2 separate regions of the Macaca mulatta genome follow, and region 2 is linked to region 1. Evidence: chromatin contacts called from public Hi-C data. All regions are on one chromosome and are shown on one strand. The core of a region is the stretch at or near the end of the contact, and the rest is flanking DNA. Distances in the headings are between cores, read along the strand shown.

Evidence for each region. A called contact is a pair of places that touch in the nucleus more often than the background predicts.
Region 2: a contact with region 1 is called in a Hi-C map of sperm, with 2.8 times the contacts expected there. The contact joins the promoter of ZNF608 here to the enhancer-like site in region 1. A contact is called at or near these places in 4 of 14 Hi-C or Micro-C datasets (fetal cortex germinal zone, fetal cortical plate, liver and 1 more).

The regions. Positions count from the first base shown.
Region 1 is chr6:133,590,318-133,593,017 of T2T-MMU8v2.0, forward strand. The region is part of intron 3 of ZNF608 (zinc finger protein 608); the gene reads right to left. Among named protein-coding and RNA genes, the nearest start is that of ZNF608, 87 kb to the right of the region's middle. Within about 2 kb of position 1,309, at least 6 of the 40 cell types and tissues checked have an H3K27ac peak or open chromatin away from gene starts, as enhancers often do.
Region 2 is chr6:133,677,593-133,680,310 of T2T-MMU8v2.0, forward strand. It overlaps ZNF608 (zinc finger protein 608), which reads right to left and starts at 1,295. Exons shown (of 10, transcript XM_078004481.1): 1 at 966-1,295.

The DNA.
Region 1 (2,700 bases), core at 59-2,558:
ATCACTGAAGCCTCATCTCTGGACTGTTTCAGGGTAAGGAAACCTCATTTCATGTTTTCAGGAACAGCTACAGCTAACTGAATGCCTGACATTGGTCTAAATTACAAAAGGCAAAATTAAAGCTCCCCAGTACTGTGACAACAGAAATGAGACTCTGCAGCAAGGCTCTGGGGATGCAGATGGACGGAGCAGGTTAAACGTGAACTCATCTTTCCAGTTCCCACCTGGACCCGCCAGTTTTCTTGACAGCACTCAGAGGCTGCCTTCCCACCCTCCCCCATTCCACATTCCAAAGTTCTTATCTTCCAGGGAAGAAAAAAAAAAAAAGCCCCACAGAGTTACAAGTATTTCAATAACGTGCTTAGAGACCAGCTCTTTTCTGTAAACAAGCCTAATGAAGTGTGACTAATAGTGCTCTCCTCCAGCACAGGGAAGGTAAAAGGGCCTTTGTTAGCACTTACTGGAGCAAAGTCGTCATTTTGCTGGAGCAGAACAAAACTTAGTTGGTTATTGATTGACCAGCCTGCTTGGTGTCACTGCTTTACTGTCTATTTCTATATACTCTGTGTGTAAATACGTGTGTTTACGCAGACACGGAGATCGTCTGTACACACACAGTCACACACAGCCAGCTAACCGTTCTCTGCAAACAGGATGAAGGGTTCAAGGCATCTAATTGAAATCTAATTCCTCTCCGATATTTATATCTCTTCTAGTCCTTGATATCACCTAACATTTCTCTCCATGTTGTCAGTACCATGAACCTCAATTTCAGGGCCTGTAAACCGATGCTCCCCATGGACACTTAATAGTTTCCGAAGTCACTCTGATTTAACCTGACCTGGTTATTACATTCTAGAGGTGATTTTGTTTTTTCATGAATTCAAAATCGCTGCTGTTTCCTTTCCCCATTTCACTGATCAATTCCGAAACTCCTGAAATTTGGCTCCAGATGTTAACTGCTAAATAAATATTTCATGATTAAATTATCTTCTTCAATTAACATTTGTCTTAAGTATTATTAATATACACAGCAGCGGTGTTAGCAGGAAGATCTGAAGTTGGCTCTGACTTCTTTCTTGGATGGCTGAGGACGAATTCAAGTCAAAACCTGCTTTCCTTGCGAATCTGAGCACAAATTTCCGTATAAATTATTGACTGCACTTTGGCCTCGTCTGAAACATTAGCCCCACAGGCTGATAAGTTCTGACCCCAGGTGGCACATCAGCCCTCTCAGAAGAGGCAGGAACATTAGTGCTTCGCACTGGGGACTAAGGCGTGTAAGCCAATCAATCACGCTCTCTGACAGCTTTTACTGCCTCTGTGCATTAGGCCCAAGTCAACCTCCAAGACTCCTATTGTTCACATTATTCTCTTATTCTCTGCTCTGATGAAGTTAGGGTTAAGTCCAAGGCTTTAGCGAGAGAAAGGCTATTGTTAGTAACTCAGTCTTTATTGACTCTGACCTGTAGGGCAGCCGACTTCAAGTCTTTTCCAGAAAGTAATGCACTGTTAATTGCTGCTCATTGTCAGGGTGTGTCTTATACACCTCTCTTCACTGAAAGAAAACCTGACCAAATATTTCAGCATCCTCGCAGGTTGCCTTGTAATTCTCTCAAGAGTTACAGACACACATAGACACACAGACACACACACACACACACACACACACACACTTCTAGACAAAAATCTGATTTGTACTTGCCACGGTCCCTGAACCAGTAAATCTAATACCAATGCAAACAGAATGTTTGGCTGGACTATGCTAACACTTGGGGGTTGGCACTTGGAACAATAAATAAATTTTTTCATGGCAAATATCTGTGGGGATTAGTATATAGGGCAGGAAAATGCCTGATGGAAGAATGAGGTAGAAACCTATTTTTCCTTCTGAGGTCCTTTGCTTAAAATAACTAAAGATCTTTTTCAGCGGAAACTGGTAGCTCTATTTGTGAGCAGCCAGCAACAGACTGGATAGCCTCAGGGTGAAGAGTACAGCATTCCACTCAGGCTTCCTTTGAAGAAATTCAGCACTCTAAAGGGGTGGCAGAATTATTGGTCCAAAGGCTTTCCGGTTTTCTTTGAAAGCGAAAACAGGCAGCCCATTATCTCTTCTTACCCAAACAGGCCTCTCAGGGGAGACAGGAGGGAAAGGCCAGTGGTGTGGCTGTAGAAGGTACACACCAGAGCATCCAGGTCTGTTGCTCACTGCACCAGGGACACAGACCCGGCCTACCACACAGCACGCAGCAAACCTGCCCCACCCCGCAAAACCTTGCTGTTCCAAGTGGTGAACGACAGGCTAGAATGTGAATGCTTCAAGGGCGAAAGCACATGTTGACATTTTGGAAATCAAATTTCTTGGGTTCAGGGAAAAAGCACAAAAATCAAATGATTTGGTTTTATACACAGCTTTCGATTGAGAAATTTTCAGCCACAAAAGACTTTGACATTTAGCCAAAGTATTATGCTATTAATACTTTATTTAGTACATCTCAGCATATGAATTAGTATATATGAATTAGTGCACACTTTCCCAAACCAGTGAGCAGAAAGCCATTTTAAATTCTGTTCCATTTGTGTGCTGGATAATGGATTGACTCTAAGATATGTGAAAGTAATACTAAATTTGATAAGCTTTCCAAAAAGGCGCTGGTTAGGAGAACAATGCTTTCTATCTTGATAAAGTCTCCTGGTGTG
Region 2 (2,718 bases), core at 45-2,544, 87 kb after region 1:
TGATCTGGTCTTTAAAAAAAAAAGCTGTAGGTCTCTCCCCTCCCCCTGCACACACTCCCCCAACCTCCTCCCCCCGCCCCCCCGCAGTGGGCGAAGCTACAAGTTATGAATGTGAAACATTTCTCGGAGATCTAGGATCTCCGAAGTTCGGAAGGAGTGAAATGTAATGAGCACAAGAGCAAAGCAGATGTTTTAAAGAAACACTTTATAAACCTTTCAACTTATCTCCAATTTGTCAGCTTTCCCAGGGGGCCAGGGACGGGGACGCCTGGGGGAGGGAGAAGGGTACCTCCGAGCTACTTGGATTTTAGGGACCCCCACTTCATGTATTAAACAAAGAAAAACCTTTTGCTTGCTCACCAGCCTGGTCCTGTAATAAACACACCATTGTTACTATTTGGGGGTTTGTTTGGGTTGGGTCGGGCTTTTATTTTTTCTCTTAATGGTATTTTTGTTGCTTGCTTTTTCAAGGAGATGGCGAATGGTAATTATAACCATTACACGTAATGAGTGACTATTCCCTTGTTTAATTTTAAATTATCGGGCACTGGGAGCTGACAGGAGAGAGAAATCGGCTTGTTCTGCCCTTGCCCCCATTTTCCTGGATCGGTTTGGGAGAAGGGTCTGCCCAGCTAGGACAGAAGAGGGAGGGAGTAAGGTGAGCTAGAGAATTGACACTGCAGACCAGGATATGTAACTGTGTCACTTTTATTCTCCTTTGGGTTAGAGCCCAAAAGCTAATTTACTCTAAGTTACCCCGAGTGCCCAGTCAAGCTTAATTTGTGTGAAGTTACAAATGCTTCACCCTCCACTGAATAAAATTCACCCTTCTTGGGTTGTTGTTCTAAATGCAAAAGCCAAACCCTGTAACTAGTTCCTCATTTCTATGCATAAAACTCGCACATTCCCCTGCATGAAGTCCCCGCTAAGTGCTATATAGAGACACACCACGCAACCGTACTTACGGTCTGTATTGGATGGAGTTGACCTTTTCCTTCTAACTGCATTGAATGTGTTTGGTTGCAGCCGCTTTATTTTGGAAATTATAATCTCTTCAACAAATTTATTATTAAAGAAGATGGACCATCAAATGTCACAGACCGGCCTGTGTATGTTTTATAAAAGCAAAAATTAAAATTTAAGAAAAGCAAAACAAAAATCCCCCTGGTGCACACACACAACAAGCTTGTTCTGCAACACTGAAATCAGGACTGAAACACAACACACACACAGGGGGAGTGGAGCAAAAGAAGCTCTCAGCCTCTATACCTGAAAGGGACTTTTCTTTGTTCCCAGTGCCCTTTCGCATCGGGCCAATCAGAGAGCAGCTTTTATGAAACTGGGCTCTCTCATTGGCTAGCTGCTTTCTCTTGGCTACTGTAGGGGGTTGAGATATACACACGTATAAAACACACACTGAGAGCGGGTGGGGGTGCTGTGGGGGGTGGTTGTGGAGACAAAGCGTTTTATTTTCCAACCAGATTGGGGTTGAGGAACCTCCCGCAGTAAGAAGGGAAAAAAATGGTGCGCCCGTTTCAATTACTACATCATTCACATAAAACACTTATTTATTAAAACAAATCTCAAACAGGCTGCGAGGAGAGGATGTCGGTAAATACAAGTTTGATTGTGTTATCTTGGGGGAAATAATGTATGTGATCGCTCGGTGGCAGAGAGAAGCCAAATGAGCCACTAGCGCGTAGCGAGGAGAAAAGGGAGGCTGGCTGTGTGGAAATGACTGCGAGCATTTTGCTGGCTTCCCTTCCTTGTTCCAAGGACTCCGCAGTCCAACTCCCAAGACTGATTTTCTGTATTGCAGCTTCTGGCTTTCAACCCTCCCCCCACCACTTTGCCCTTCCTGCAATTTTTTTTTTTTTTTTTTTTTTTCTTTTTCTTCCCTGTGTCTCTCTTTTTACTCGCTGATTAAATAAGAAAAATCGATCTGCGGGTAAAGGCGATGGTGGGGAAACAAGTAACCCTTTTGTTTCCAGGGCTCTGGTCTACAAGCACTGAAGTGTGAATGCAGGCGACCATTTAACCAACACTATGTGAATGATTCTTCCCTGGAATTAGTAACAAATCTTTTCCACCTGGTGTTATTGACGCCAAAAAAGAAAAAATATTAAAATAAGGTCCTAGCTAATCATAGTAACACCTCGGGCCAGCCTCATCTTTTTAAAAATTGACTTGTGAAAGTTAAATATACTAGGAAGATTAACTGTTGAACAGTTCCAGTACACATATTTAAACTGTGGAATGGTCAGAATTCCTCTTCCCCCAAATCTTTCACCCTACTGCTGGGGAACCGGGTGTCATAAATCTTCTGAATGCTACATCTACAATCCACAAACACAGAAATATTTTACAATTTATTGTAGGACAAATGCCAGCAACCAAGTTAATGAGACTCAGGTCACAGGATAAGAGAGGTTAATATGAAATAACAAGTTTAGCGTTTTACTATAACAGCTAACATATTTAAGCTAATGTATTTACATATATTAAGCCTTTAGAGTACATTTAATTTTGAATTTTTTTATTGTTACCTTCATTATTTTTAGAAGCTACAATATGGACATTTTAAAGTCAAAGGGTACTGTAAACTGAAAGCATCATGATCCCAAGTTGTAAAGATCCTGTACTACTGTAATTGTAATTTCCACATGACAATTGCAATTTAAGATTGTGTCTTAACTGAGTCATATGGACACATATAAA